Regions from separate parts of the Mus musculus genome. Here region 2 is linked to region 1. A link is a contact called in public HiChIP or PLAC-seq data. All regions are on one chromosome and are shown on one strand. The core of a region is the stretch at or near the end of the contact, and the rest is flanking DNA. Distances in the headings are between cores, read along the strand shown. Region 1 holds the start of Lmx1a (LIM homeobox transcription factor 1 alpha). Region 2 overlaps Lmx1a (LIM homeobox transcription factor 1 alpha).

Region 1 (7,838 bases), core at 3,448-5,947:
AAAAAAACCCTTTCAGCATCACACTAACAGGTCTTTGAACAATGTAGCTCACACCCTCTATAAAATCTTGATTTTGACCAACAGCTGGCAAGTTGATCCCTGCAATTTTCTCTTCGCAGAAATAGCTTTGTGAGGGGAGAACTGACCCTCTCGGCTAATAAGCCCAAACCTGGAGGGCTGCAATGGAAGGGATACTGTTCTGTTAAGCACTCTAAGGCAACTGTTTCTTCTCCTCTTGACACAGCCTGACTTCCTTAAAGAAGATTTGACTGGCCAGACAGCTGTGTTGACCCTTGAGCCTTCTTTGATTCCTGATTTTCTTTTTTTAACAAACAGAATAGAAAAATCACAAGCCAAATCCTTCCCTAAGCTCCAATACGTTTGAATTTGCCAGTGTTGTGCCTGAAGGATGTGGACCTTTCTCTAATCTATAAGCAGAAAGATAAAGATTGGGCTCACACAATACCAAAACCGGCCATGAAAAGCAGGGGGGGGGGGGAAGCGAGCAGTCACCAGGCTTTGTCTACTTGACGTTGTATAGACCAAATCCGCTTAATTACCTAAAAATCACAGTTTTTACCCGGACTCGGGGGCTACAAGCAGACAAGCCAGCACAGACAGCAGTATTTTTTTTTTCTTTCAAAATTGTTTACCATAAAGATCAGGGGGAGTTTTGCTTCTTTGCTGATTTCTGTATTGTACAACTCACATAAATGCAAGCATGTTTTATTTTGATTTGTTTTTGCTTTTGTTGTTTTTTTGTTTTTGATTTTGTTAGTTTTGGGGGGTTTTGGTTTTTTTAGGTTCTGAAAAAAATGTAAAGCACTTCTGAGACAACAGGAAGACCTGGTGGTCTCTCCACACGGAGGTAAAAGTCAGGCATTTTATGTCGGAGCAGGAGGACTGAGTAGCAGAGAGGGTGGTGGTGGCTGCTGCGTCTAACTTGGTCCATTTTTTTTTCCTCTGTTCTTCCTTTCCCCTGTGTTTTTTGTTTTGATAGCCAACCCTCCTTTGCACTTCTTTTCACTGTGCGTCGTCGTCACAGGCACAGGCACAGGCACACGCTGACCTTCCTCAGCCTCTCTCCACATAGTGGAGTGAAAGGGGCTGCATTTCCTCCGTGTACACACACACACACACACACACACACACACACACACACACACACGCATGCATGCACACACAATCAACATATGCCAGCCCTTGCGCACAAAAACAGAAGAGCTCTGAGCCATTTTTCTTTCTGGCTAGCCCTCCACAATCCTAGGAATCCAATGTCCCTATGAATTGGCCAGTGTTGAAATGCAAGACAGCTTCCTCTCCTTACTTCCGCAGGGCTCCTCCTGGCCAGTCTTCTGACAATAAGGGCATCCTACCACACACACCACAATCCCAAGGGTATTTCAGAAATCCAGATTGGGAAAAGAACCGCTCGCTCTCTTCATTACCTGCCTCCCAGTTCTGCATGCTGATATGAGCATCGAACATGCGTCCTGTCAGATAACTTCCCTAGTCTAGAACAGGGTGGAGACGCTCTGCAGAACAGTTTCCCTCTAGCCTACGAACTCCTGAAAACCCGAAGAGGGGGTTACTGGAAACGCCAAACAAGGGTGCAGGGCAAAAAAGGTCATTTCCAAACCTGATTTGATCAAGCCCAGGAGAAAAAAAAAATGTGCCCACGGGACAGAAACCACCCGATCCTTACTGATGGGCACAAACTCCAGAGCCATGCAAACCCTTGAGAAAGATGAAATGGAAAAAAAGGGTCGCTAGTCGCTAGCTCCCCGCTCCCCGGCAAAGTGATCTCTGTGAATGCCCTGGCCCGGGTTGATGAACTTGGAATGATTTGAAAATATGTTCGCGGCAAAACAAAAACAAAACCAAAAACCCCGCATTGCGGCTCTCCCGGGCCCCAAGTTGTGCATACGGATGGACTTCCCGCAACCCGGGGAGTGTACCGAACGCGGATGCGCGAGATTTACTGGCCTTTCCTGCGAGTGCCTCCTCGAAGAGGGTGCAGGAGGACACGGTCCCCAGCGCACACCCGTGGAGGTGAGTGGGCGCGCTCCGGCGAAGCAGGCACTTACTTCTCGTAGTGGTACTTGCAGTAGAGCTTCTTGTCCCGGTAGAAGCAGGTGGTCTCCAGGGGCTCTTTGCAGGAGGCACACTGCACGCATTGCTCGTGCCAGAAGCTGTCGTTGAGCCGCAGCAGAAACCTGTCCGAGATGACCCGCTGACAGCCCTCGCAGACAGACTTGGGGCTCACCGCTCTGCCTACAACAGCAACAGATGTTGCCGGTGAGCCACACCGGCAAGCTAACCCCAGCCAAACCTGCTCTCGATAGGATTAGACCCACCCTGGGCCTTGCACCCTCAGGAAGCTCCTCTGATGATCAGATATTCCGAAAAATCAAACCAAGTGACGATGACGTTACTAATACATAAAGACTAAGTAGCAAGGTATAAATTTTAGCGAGGGAGGGGGCTGAAGTCAATAAATGGTCTTAGTTATTAGACAGATCCAGGTATATTGCGAGCTTTCACTACGCCTTTAAATTAGATTACATATAAATTTGTGCTCCCAGGACTCTCAAGTCGTCATTAATCATTAAATCACTGTATTTGTGTCCTTTGACTACTTTTAAATGATCGATAATAATTTGCTTGCAACTGAGTTCTATTTTTTTAAGGAAAATTATCATTTTCTGTTTTCTTCATAAAAGGCGGCCTGCGGGGGCAGAAAAATACCATCTCTCCCTACGTGAGCTCAGTACTGTGCAAACTAGTGAATCTCTCCTATGTCTTGTTTGGCGTGAAAATTGCAGGTGGCTTTTCATAATTAGGAAACGTCAAGATGGGGAAAAATAATAGCTGAGCGCAGAGACCCTGAGAAGGGTGCTGGCCAGAGAATTCTAGATCTTCTGCGCTCAGAAGCGCTGATTGGAGCAACAAACCTCTTAGCTCAGTCAGAGAATCTTCTCTGCCCTACCCTTTGACCTTTTTGACTTTTTCCCTTCGGGTCTTGTTCCAGCCCCCCCCCTTGCCCCCAACAAGCAAGGGAGAAATACTTGGCCGCCTTTGTTGACAATTTTCACAACCGTTTAAAGAAGCCCTTGTCCCACAAGAACACTCTTGTCTGTGATGTCCCAAAGGGACGATCCTTCTCCATACCACTACACTAATCTCACTTTCTGCTTTGTAAGCTGGACAGGTCGTTTTGTGTGGTGGGAAGCCAGCAAGAAGGCCTGGGGAGAAAGTGGTCGTTCTCAATTGTAAATTTCTGTTGTCTTGGTCTCAGCACCCCATCCTATGGTTGGGACAAACCATAGGATGGGTCGCGGGTCTCATGGTGCAGAGAACCAAACCCAGTGTGCCTGAGTCCGCACACAGGCTCTAGCCTGCGTCTTCCTTCTTGCTCTGGGGAGAAAATCCTGACAATTTCGAAAGGGAGGTTGAAAGAAGAGGGCATGGGTTTTGTAATTTCGTTTCCTCTGAACTGTTGGGGTGGAGTGGGCGATTTCTCTCTGGACATGGTTTCTATAATCGAAATTTTTTCAGCCCCACTCTATTGGTTCTAAAGTTAGAGAAAGAGGCAAGAGGTTTAAATAAAAGAAAAATCTCTCCTTCAGAAAGAAGCGGGAAGAAACACAGGAAGAAAGAAAATTTAAAAACAAAACAAAACAAAACATTTTTTTCTCCAAACTTGAAAATTCCAAAGGGAGAGTTGAAGAGACACTGGCAAAACAAGCCTGAACTCTGAAAGACCCATGGGTATGACTCTTTGGATCTCTCTATTCTCTGCTCCTTCGAAGTGGCTGGGTTGGGGGTAGAGGGATACCAAGCTTGCGGAACAGGGGTCCGGCTTCAGTTAATTAAAGACCAGGCAAGGGCCCCGCCGTGCAAGCTAATCCCAGCGCAGCGCTGCCCACCAGCCCGGAAAAGCCTCTCGGCCATGCCCAATACTAAAATTGGGGCTGCAGTTGGTGGGGGAAGAGAAGAACCTGGGCGCTCTGGGCCTCGGATCTCTCATGCTAGGACACAGGCCTCTGAGAAACCGGTGGCATTTATGAGCCGTCGATCAGCTCCGTGATTAAAAATCCAGCCCTGGGTATTATTAATCACTTGCCACTCAAATGCCTTGTGAACATGCTCGCCCGCCCCTCAAGGCTTTGGGGAATTCGATGTTGAACTCGTGAAGCCTGGGGAGGCTTGATGGTTGTATTTAGGTAGGGACGACTCAAAAGGACTGATGGACACGGAAAGACAGAGATTGTGGGCACCTCTGTGTGCGCGCGAAGAGGGTGCTAGTCTGGTCGCTTAACCCAGTATCAGAGACCTGACGTACTGAGCTCCCGGCCCCGGCAGAAGGAGGATGCTCTAGGGAGCATGCGGTTGAACACTTACCCAGCAAAGAGGAGAAAGATGCCGAGGTCTCAATCGCACTTTGAAAGTTCTCCTCCATCTTCAGGCCGTCCAACATGTTCGGGGTGAGCCAGGAGGACCTGTAGAGCGGAGGAACGGTTGAGTCTAGCTTCCCGTGCCTGTTGGGACTCCGCACCCTCAGTTGCCACTCTCCTGGGACAGGACAGAAGCAGTGTCCAGGGCGACAAGAATGAGCCTAGAGGGTAGAGTCCAGACAAGGGAAATGTAAGGTGGGAGGAGAGAGAAGAGCCACCGTGAACTGCTCGGACGGCTCTGATTTCACTTGAAGTCAACGCGTTATGTGCTAAGGCCTCCGCCCCCTAACTGCGTTCTCCTAACCCCCACCCCCACCCCTGTCCCCAGGTTTCCCATTCCAAGACCGACTCCGCCCCATCCTATACTAATGTGGCCCCTAGGGATCCCACCACTAGAACTATGGTACTCTGTGTGATGGGGTGGGGGTACGCCTGCTCTCAGAGCCAGGGCCAAGCCGGGACCAACCAGGTCCGATATCCCAGTGGCACCACCACTCACTTTCGACCCTCACCTGTCTTAGAGAGAGGCAGAGTAAGGGACTCGGAGACTGTCCCGCCTGCTTCCGTACTCCTGGCGCAGCGCTCTGCTTGGGGGGTGGGGGGGGGGCGCTCGGGAGTAGGCGTGCGGGGCGCGCGGGGAGGTCCTCCCGCCGGTCGGCCAGTGCCGGGAACGTCTGCAGGAGCAAAGGAGTCGCCTTGGGGAGGAGCCGCGACTGGCCCGGTTCACTCTTGGATGCATTTCAAATCAACTTTCAGAAACACGCCCGCCCGAGCCGGAGCCTAAGGATCCCCGCAGCCTTCCTTACCTGATGGGCGAGCTCGCGCCCAGCGTCCGGAGCAGCGCGAAGTGGCCGGGAGACGCCGGGCAGCTTTGGCGGAGGGAGGAGGCGTCCCCTAGGCTGCAGCCAGAGCAGCCGCCCGGACTCCGGCGCACCCGGGAGAGAGCAGGAGCGAACGCCGGCCCCCGATTCCGCTCCTCGGCGCGCCGGAGTGGGGCCGGGCCGTGGCCTCAAGCCGCCGATCCTCCTCGGGACGTCCCGCCAACACGCGCCGCTCTGCAGCCGGGAAGGGGAAACCAGGCGGCTGCTCCAAGATCGGCGGTGGAACCGGAGGCCCAGGGTCCTGGGTGCAAAGTCCGCCCTGCCTTCTTCGAGGCGGCTCGGGCGGTTTCTGACAGTGGCCGCTGGCTGCGTGCGCGGCCCGGGAAGGGGGTGGGGTGCGCAGGGCGGGGGCCTGGGAGCGCGTCCCGTGGCGGGGCCCGCGGTGCTCTGTTTCCCCGGCTTGGCTGCTCGACCCACCGCGAGGCTACAGCCTGATGCTCCAGTCTGCTGCCCGGACCTCCCGGACGCGCCAAACTTTTCCTTCTCTCCACGTGGAACGGTTGCCCCGGGGGAGCTACACCCCAGACTCGGCAGAGATCCGTGCCACCTAGACTTCACGCGGGCGGGATGGGGATCCGGTTGCTCTCGGATCTGCACCGTAAGTGATGACTAACCTCAGACACCTGGAGGTCGCGGGGATCGCCTAGAGCCCCCAACCCCAATCCTCTCTGCTTTGTGAACTCTGGCACCAGAAGCTCCAAGCTCTTCGGATTTTCATTCACCCACTTGCTCCTGCAACTTACAAATTTGTTTTGGCTTAAAACTCAACTCACCGTTTCTGGCTGAAACTACTTCACTGCTGGGAAATGCAATAATGGGACCCATGGCCAAACCTTGAATCAGGCTCCCTCTATCCTATCCTGCTGGCTGGATGCTAGACTAGAAGTCAGCCAAGGGGACTTTTCTTAGAAAAGAAGATCCTGGGGGCAGTTTTTAATTCCCTGTGATTCATAACATTCTGCAGCGACAGCCCTCCAGCCTCTCTAGAGGCAGGAACAGGGTCTTGCTCCTCTATTCCAAGAAAAGCCTGGGGCCAAGTGACTCAATAAACACATCATTGCGTTGGCTAACATTTTATCGACCATTAATTTTGTGCCAATCTTTATTCCGTAGCCAACTTATCTAATCTTTAAATTTTAAGGTGGGGAAAATTATAGTCTCAGTGTTCGGGTTGCCCTAAGGAAATGGGACACCTGTCCACGTGAAATTCTAGCCTGCTCTCCAGAACACCGTTGGGAGGTCCAATTCCATGGGCTTCTCTAGGGCACCCTCACTTCTACACTGCGAGGAACTCGGTGGCAGTAATCCAGCGCTATAGCATGGTCAGAAGACATACCATGTAAGCAAGTATTCCCTAGTGCCCTTCACCAAGGAAAAGATCTCTTCCTGAACTTATGTCCAACAAGCTCTTCTGTGCTTAGGGACACACACACACACACACACACACACACACCCTGCCCACCCGCAGCATCCTAAGTGTGTTCTATCTGCAAGCACACGCCAAACGCAGAATATGACTTTAGAGGAACAAGGGGAAAGGGCAGAGAGTTTAATACCCTATATTAGAATACTGCTTTAAACTTTTTAGGGTGCTCCTATATTCATGGTTTTGCTTGATCTCTATGACAAACCTGTGAGGTAGACAGAACAAATAATTTTATCTATTGTCCTAGACAAATCTTTGGGGCTTAATACAGCCAGGAGATTTCTCTGCTGTTAAACAGGTGGCTATTGGTATGTCTTCTAACACCTGACCTTTGTCATGTCTGCCATCCAGATAGAACAGGATATGGGGGTAGAGATAAATTACATGTATTCTTGAGATAATATATACGATAGAATTTTTTTAAGAAAAAAAGAACACAGCATACACCCACAAGAAATATTATTTTAAGTGCCCAGCTGAGTTTTTGTTTAACTAAGAGTCTTGAGTTTACGAAACATATTTAACTACTGGGTAAGAAATATCCAGTAGCGAATATCCAGATGATGGATAAATAGATGGTGTTTGATCTGAGTCTTTTTGGTGGTTCTGGCATCAGGAAGAAAGCCTGGTTAGTGTAGCACACCCAAGTCTGTCTTTCCCCCAGTTGGTTTGGGCACTTCAGATAAGTACTACGTCTCACAATCCCATTGTAAGTTCTGCCTCAGTACAGAAGTGCATAGATGCCTTAACAAATAGTGTTTCGTTGGCTGAGGGGTGAATGACCCTCTCTGCTGTAGTCTGAACCTACAGGGAAGGTTCCATAAGCAAAAAAAAATCTCAGTTCCAAGTGGCTTTCCCCCACTTCTATACATAGCCAATATATTTGTATCATATCCATCCTCACTTCCCAGACCTCCCCCAACACATCTTCTTGTGTCCTTTTCTTTTTGGTTTTCAGTGCAACCTGCTGGGTCTAACAAGTGCTGTCTTGTGTGCACGAAACCCATCCGTGGCCAGACTCCCAGAAAAAAAATCGTTCCACCTTGCTAAGTCTGCCAGTAGTTTCTCACACTT
Region 2 (7,838 bases), core at 1,424-3,923, 99 kb before region 1:
GCCGCAGGGCTCACCAGGCTCAGCAGCTCCCGTTCTTTCTCATAGTCCCCTTTGCAGAGCAGCTGGCCCTCCTTCAGGACAAACTCGTCACCCTTCTGCAGCTGTCGCTCACAGACGCAGCAGCAGAAGCAGCTCAGGTGGTATACGCTCTTCTGGGCACGCATGACAAACTCATTGGGCGCAATGGCCTCGAAGCAGCCCCCACATTTGACAGCAAACAGTCTACAAGAGGGAGAGAAAGAAAAGCGATGAGGTCTCCCTGCCAGTCAACAGCAAGAGGACCTTCAACCCTGGGACAGGAATGTTTGTACTGGTGCAGATTTCAGATTCAGGGTAATCGGTGACTTTCTGGTCTCCCTCAATCCATGACAACTAAGGCTGACTAATGAAAGCCCAAAAATTTAAATATCTCATTTTTTTCACTTTTAAATTATCTGATGAGATTATAATTGCATTTGTAAACATTGTGGCATAAGCACATAAACATCTTAACATATCTGTGATATTCAGTCATTATAGCATTTTTCTGCTTTCAAAAGAAAGAGCCATTTTCTTTTTTAAACTAGTAACATGATCGCAAGGGCAGGAGTCTTTACAAAACATTCTCTGCTTATCCCTGCATACCAGAGGAGCTGATAGATATAGGAAGGTCAGCTGGCAAGAGAGAGGGCAGCAAGGAGGGGGCGGGGCATAAAACTGCACTGCCCCCTTCTTCACAAAGACAGACACAAGTGGATACAAAGTATATTTAGGGAGACCATGCCAATTTGTTCTGCTAATTTGACCCACTTTGGCAGAAATGACGGAAACAACATAAACAACAGAAGATTTTCCTATAAACAAGCCAACTACCACATTGGCCTGAGTGGGGCCAGTCCTATCTCTTTGCTTGTTCATCGGACAGTCGCTCTTTCTTCTTTTCATTCTCTTGTTTTCATTAATTCAGAAACATCCACTGCACGGGCTGTGATCCACTATTCACTCTGTGATTGAACAGAGAGGGGAGCAATAGAAACCACGCCCCATCTGTGTGTGTGTGTGTGTGTGTGTGTGTGTGTGTGTGATTGCTGGGCTGTGATCCACTATTCACTCTGTGATTGAACAGAGAGGGGAGCAATAGAAACCACGCCCCATCTGTGTGTGTGTGTGTGTGTGTGTGTGTGTGTGTGTGATTGCTGTAGCCTCCACAGTATGCAAGACAAATCCTCCACCGTTTGGAGCTCATCTGCTTGTGGAAGAACATAAGTCACACTAGGAAGATGGCAGGGTGGATCAAGGTCCTTGCCATGCAAACCTGACAACCTGAATTCAAACCCTGAGGCCCACTTAAAGATGTGAGGGGAAAACTGACTTCATAAAGGTGACCTCTGACCCCCATGTGTGTGCCATAGTGGCAAAAAAAAAAAAAATGCAGAGGTGTCCGGTGGTGGCTACAAAATATTAGAACACGGAGTCGGAGCATGCATAAGGAATTAGTCAATCGCTTCCCAGCCATAAAATTGTTGGGTTATATGGCAATACCCTCCTCACACAGTGTGTTTGTCTTGGAAGCTTGCCGAAGACTGGAACAATCTGAAGGTGGAAAGGAGGCTTGGGAAGGGCTCCCAAGGAGGCATGACACACAGACTGGTACTGGAGAGAGGGAAGACATTGAAGCTTTGAGTGGAGGAAGCCAAAGCTTGAAAAAGATTAACAAGGTCATCTGCCATGGATCCTGGAGCCACCCACGGACAGCCTCCCAGGACAGGATGCGATCTGCAGGATTGGAAGGAGTGTGCTGTATGGCCTACAGTCTAAGCTGTGAGCTCCTGTGCCCATCCCTCAGCCCCTGTGAAGCAACTCACTTTACACGCCCCCTCCCCATCTCTCACACACTGTGATGGAGGATAACGTTGAGCACCTATCCAATGGCTGGTGCTGCCTTTTCACTACTAATACGCTCCACACCCAGAACTGCAAGGACCAGAAGCCTTTCCCCTCCCCCTCCCTCCCTCCAGCTGCCCACTGCGGTTTTCCCCGACTTATTACTGGAGTCCCTCCAATATTTTCTTTTACACCCTCTCCCCCTGCTAGATGCCACGTGCTGTGTAGAAAGTCTACCTAGTTCATCCCTCGGCCTCCCAAGTCCCTGGTCTCTGTTTGCCAACCTGAGCAAACTAATCAATGCTTTTCCAGTAGCCAGTCAAAGACCCTTTGTCCCCACGCCTTGCTTCTTTTCCCTATCCCCTGAAATGGACTGTTAAGCAGACTCAGGGCAAACGTTCCCAGGGAGTCAACAAACACTTAAGGAGCTTCAGCAGCGGGCGGTAGCATCTGTGCTTGTCTGACTCCTACCCTATTAATCTCCTCCTCCTTTTTCTTTCCTGTTAAATTTGTCACTCACTCCATAAATTTCCACCCTGTGTTAAAGGAGAGAGGGGTGGAGCGAGCATAACAAAGAGTGTCCGCCATGTTGACTCAGGAGCGCTAGACTAAGTGTAAGTAGTCATCTAGGCTCAAATCCTGAATTGGCCATGTTCCCTGGAGGACTGCAGGCCAGAGAGTCCAGCAAGCCTTGTTCCTTCCGTTCTCCCTCCCTGGAGCCAAACCACGTCAGCTGCACCTTACTCCCTTGTCTCTTGTAACCTTCAAGAGCAATTCGAGAAGAGGAACATGCCATCTACCACCTGGGTGCCAGATGTGTACACAGCTGTACGGGTACCACTGTGGACCCAGCTGCCGACTGCACAGCCTCCCATAAGTTGTTTTCTCTGAGGCTCAGAGAAGCAGAGAAAAGGATTTGTTCAAAAGTCCAGGTCATAATTAAAACACAGCCTGTCTCTTCCTAGTGCTTGAGATGTGTCCCCCATGGTTAGTCCCCCTCTGAATGCTAATGAGTCTGCACTCTGGGTTCAGAGTCTGGCAGGCTGCTGGAAAGCTGGGCAATGTCTCCAGAACTACCCAGCTCACCTCTGTAGACCTGACAGCATCCAACTTTTCTCACCATTCTAAATCTCTTCTCTTCTCTTCTCTTCTCTTCTCTTCTCTTCTCTTCTCTTCTCTTCTCTTCTCTTCTCTTCTCCATTTCTCTTCTCTCCCCTCCCCTCCCCTCCCCTCCCCCCTCCCCCCTTCCCCCCTCTCTTCTCCCCTTTTGGGGTATCTCTCCCTTGTATATCATTATCTCATCCCCACTTGTAAAATGAAAATGGAGCATCTTCCTTGTAGAAAATCATCCTGTGCAACAGGGTCCCTGGTATTGAGCCCCTCTGTCTACAGATCACCTTCTTTGAGGAGGGGTATCATAGCAAATAAAGCTACCTTTGTTCTTAGAGAGTCACAGTGGGCAGGAGGCTAGGGGTGGCTCGATTTACTTATTCTGAGAGGAGGAAACCTCAGTTGAGAAAATGCCTCCATAATATTGGGCTGTGGGCCACCCTGTAGAGCATTTTCTTAATTAGTAATAGATAGAGGAGGGCCCCTCCCACTGTGGGTAGTGCCACCCCTGGGCTGATGGTCCTGAGTTCCATAAGAACGCAGTTTCAGTGAGCCGTAAAGAGTGAGACAGTAAGCAGCACCCTCCATAGCCTCTGCATCAGCTCTTGCCTCCGAGTTCCTGCCTGTTTGAGCTCCTATCCTGACTTCCTTCAATGGTGAACGGTGATATAGAAGGATAAGCTGAATAAACCCCTTTCTTTCTGACTTGCTTTTCACTCATGTTGTTTCATGGCAGCAACAGAAACACTGACTGAGACAAGTTCCTACAAGGATAATGAGGGTATTGCTACAACTGACTTTACCGTGTTGTTTTGGGGGTAGATTGTGGAAGAATTTTGGAACTCCGGGCTAGGAAAGTCATTGAGTGTTGAGAGCTCAGTGAACTGAACTCAGGAAAAAGAATGTTGACAGCAGTGCATGCAATGGAGGCCTGGCTTATAAAGAGGGAAGCAAAACTCTGCAGGGCTTTCTGTGTGAAGAGTCTGTAGTTCTGGTCAGCTGGCGCTGAAGAATCAGCTGTGATTAACAAGGTACCAGAAATATTAAAGTGAAACCTTTGCTTTGCTGGGATACTCAGTGCTGGTCAGCAGGGGCTAAGAAATTAGCAGTGATGAAGAGACCAGCATCACCGAGGAGAAATCTTTTGGAAAGTGTATTCTGAGAGTCAGCCCACCAACGCTAGGCTCCAGACACAGCCAAGGTTGTAAGCTTGTAGTATAGCAGTCACCCAGGTTGGACTAGTTTTGAAGGCATGAAGGGGTCATATAGAGCTGCTGAGGCTTGGTGCTGTGAGAGGCTAGGAAGGGCCACTGGGGAAGGCACAGCCTGAGAAGGCCCAGGATTAAAGGGTTATGCAGAGAAGTTGAGGCTTGACCCCATGCAAAAGCCTATGAGAGGCTATTGGTGAAAGTGTAACCTAGTTGCTGCAAGGGACCCCAGCATTTTGGGGATGCCAGTACCATGGGATGGCCACCCAAAATAGGAGCAGCAGTGGCATGGAGCCAGCTGGAGCCTAGAGGACGAGCTGTGTGTGCTACAGAGAGCAGAGATGGAGAAGAGAGCCAAGCACTTTGGAGAAACACAGACGATCATGAGTAGATCCCAGACATTGACATCGTGTGGTCTACACTGTTTGGTTCAGATTGTAAATGCGCCCTGCTTCTTTCCCTTTACAGTAAGAAAGTGTTTTATTTTTTATTTTACAGGACCCCACAGTTGAGAGACTTTAGTATTTTTTTAAAAGAGATTGGGGATGTTTTGCAGAGAATTTGTATTTTATAAGAGACTGTATATTTTTAAAGAGACAACTTTTAAAGTGAATTTGTAAGGCTGCTGGACTTTCTAAATTTGTAAAATGTTTTATATCATGTGGTTTCATTATTACTGTGTGATCTTGGGATGAACAAGAAAGGAAAGGTTGTGGATCAACAATGATATGTTTATTGTCAAGTTGACTAGGGATCAGTTGTGCTGGCTAGCTTCATGTCAATTTGACAAAAGCTAAAGTCATATGAAAGGAGAGAACCTCGTTTAAGAATAATGCCTCCATAAGACAGGCTGTAGGCAAGCCTGCAGGGAATTTTCCTAACTTACTGAGTGGTGCCATCCCTGGGCTGGTGATCCTGGGTTGTATAAGAAAACAGGCTGAGCATGCCAGTGAACATTACCCTCCTATCCTTTCTGCAACAGCTCATGACTCCAGGATCCTGCCGTGTTTCAACTCTTTCCTGTGTTTCACCACAGCAATAGAAGCCCCAACTATGGCAGGGCTCTACATGATGGTCTTTGGGATGTGTACAGAGAAACATCAGAGAAGTACGCACACAATCGACTGAGGCTACTGGTCACAGAAGCCTTTCTTTCCCCTCCCTCTCTCCCCTACTCTTGCTATCTTTACCCCATCCTTTTCCAGGCAGGGAAGTACAGACTGGCTGCAACTTCACTCCATGCTCTGCTTACATCTTCTTGTACAGCCAAAAGCTGCAAGAGGCACAACTATGAGTCTTGTTGAAAGTCTACTGCACAGACTCTACCACATCCTAATGACCTGACTTATTCACCATTGGCTCTTGCAGCCTCGGTTTGCACAGAGGATAGAAGCAAGCGTGCTGACTATATCTCTTAGCAAGTAAGAACTGAATAAGAACACATACATGGAGTACGTTGACTGGCTATGTCTCTGCCTTTTATATCTGTAGAGTTTCCCTACTTTCCCCAAAGGTGGTTTTCCACATTTACGGACTTTATGAGTCCCACCCTAAGGCAGCCCTTCTTCCAATGTGAGTTCTTCCACTGACTTCATCTCTGTTTCTGGCATGCCAGGCAAAGCATGTTCCACAGACCCAGCTATGGCCCTATCCTTGGCAGAGTTCATCCACATTATTTCTCATACAGCATTATTTCTTACTGCTGACTTCATCTCTATATCCTGTGCTTGGAACCAGAGCAGAAAGCAAAGGGAAAGAGCATCTTACCCCAGGGAAAGGGCCAGGTAGACCAGAGCTCAGGGTTTTGCCTATATCACCTGTCTCGAAGAAGTCACTCCTGTCCCTGGACTTTGACTTTCTTGTCTTTCATTTTTTTATTAATATTTTTATTAGGTATTTTCCTCATTTACATTTCCAATGCTATCCCAAAAGTCCCCCATACCCTAGCCCCCACTCCCCTACCCACCCACTCCCACTTTTTGGCCCTGGCGTTCCCCTGTACTGGGGCATATAAAGATTGCAAGTCCAATGGGCCTCTCTTTCCAGTGAGGGCCGACTAGGCCATCTTCTGCTATATATGCAGCTAGAGTCAAGAGCTCCGGGGTACTGGTTAGTTCATAATGTTGTTCCACCTATAGGGTTGCAGATCCCTTTAGCTCCTTGGGTACTTTCTCTAGCTCCTCCATTGGGGGCCCTGTGATCCATCCAATAGCTGACTGTGAGCATCCACTTCTGTGTTTGCTAGGCCCCGGCATAGTCTCACAAGAGACAGCTATATCAGGGTCCTTTCAGCAAAATCTTGTTAGTGTATGCAATGGTGTCAGCGTTTGGAAGCTGATTATGGGATGGATCCCTGGATATGGCAGTCTCTAGATGGTCCATCCTTTTGTCACAGCTCCAAACTTTGTCTCTGTAACTCCTTCCATGGGTGTTTTGTTCCCAATTCTAAGAAGGGGCAAAGTGTCCACACTTTGGTCTTCGTTCTTCTTGAGTTTCATGCGTTTAGCAAATTGTATCTTATATCTTGGGTATTCTAAGTTTCTGGGCTAATATCCACTTATCAGTGAGTATTGTCTTTCATTTCTTAATGGTACATTCTGCCTAAACACCACATAATGCCAAGACTTAAAAGTCAGAGAGAAACGGGAGAGTGTGTCTTCTCAGAGCACAGTTCTCAGCCAGAGAAGCCTGAGATGTCAGTATCTAATCCCTGTGTCCAGACAATGTTTGACAGTGTTTGGCCGTGGTAACCCTTTAAACAATATATTTTACACAGTATCATTTACACACAGATGCACATGCACACATGCACATGCGCGCACACACACACACAGCAGTTAAATCAAAACTGCATACCCTAGGTAAGTATCTTCTAGACTGTATATATTATGCAATCTATTATTTAAAAATGCTAAGCCTGTATGTATTATATAGCCTAAAAAAGATGTTGTCTGGAAGATAATATTTTACTCCTGAGTCATGTTTGAAATTCACTAAAGCAGATAGTCTCCTAACTCATTCTCATTTCTGCCTTGTGTCTTCTGCCTTGTAACTATGGAGACAAAAAAAAATGTTTCAGGCACAGCTATAAAAGCTTGACACTGAAGCACTACTAAGTAACAAGCTGGAAGCAACCATAAAGTAAAGAACTTCAGAAGCAATGGTTTACTCTAGCACCCTAGGCATTACAGTAGCAAAGTGGTGGCCTGCCAAGGTGGCGTGTGAATACCAGCATCTGCTGTGTGGTCTAAGGAAAAACCACTCTGCCGCTCTAAACAGGATGCATCCTTATTAGAACCTACATCAGTCCCCCAAGCAGTGGACCAAGCAGAGGGAGCTTATGGGGGACACAGAAGGGGGTGAGGGAATCTTTATCAGATACCCAGTGCTGTGAACTGTGCTGTTTGTTGGGTTTGTCGTTTCACTGTATTTGAGTTAGAAGTATGAGGTACTTTACGGATTCACAGAGAGCATCATACTCCCACCTTGACTTGGCGCGTGCCATCTCAGCTCTGCAGGAAAGAATCTTGGGAATGCAGAACACATAGGTCTCTTCTCCACTTTCAGCACACATGTTCCTCAAAGAGGGAACAGAATCTATCAGATAAATCCAAGACTAAGTCTCCGCTGCTATGCCCCTTACTAGCTCTGGGAACT

What was found. HiChIP or PLAC-seq counts read pairs in DNA pulled down with a chosen protein or histone mark.
Region 2: an H3K4me3 HiChIP or PLAC-seq map of embryonic limb bud shows a contact between it and region 1, with 2.2 times the contacts expected there. The contact joins the enhancer-like site here to the promoter of Lmx1a in region 1. A contact is called at or near these places in 1 of 39 promoter capture datasets (liver), 30 of 484 Hi-C or Micro-C datasets (adipose-derived mesenchymal stem cells, brain, cerebellar granule neurons and 13 more), 10 of 115 datasets of contacts at active chromatin or transcription factors (astrocytes, craniofacial prominence, embryonic forebrain and 6 more) and 2 of 9 other capture datasets (embryonic stem cells and pancreatic islet).

What each region holds. Positions count from the first base shown.
Region 1 is chr1:167,686,417-167,694,254 of GRCm38.p6, reverse strand. It overlaps Lmx1a (LIM homeobox transcription factor 1 alpha), which reads right to left and starts at 4,697. Exons shown (of 8, transcript NM_033652.5): 1 at 4,405-4,697; 2 at 2,088-2,274. The coding sequence starts at 4,480.
Region 2 is chr1:167,783,721-167,791,558 of GRCm38.p6, reverse strand. It overlaps Lmx1a (LIM homeobox transcription factor 1 alpha), which reads right to left. Exons shown (of 8, transcript NM_033652.5): 3 at 1-222. Among named protein-coding and RNA genes, the nearest start is that of Lmx1a, 98 kb to the right of the region's middle. Within about 2 kb of position 2,673, at least 14 of the 459 cell types and tissues checked have an H3K27ac peak or open chromatin away from gene starts, as enhancers often do. A contact at or near this core is called in embryonic limb bud, where this site is marked.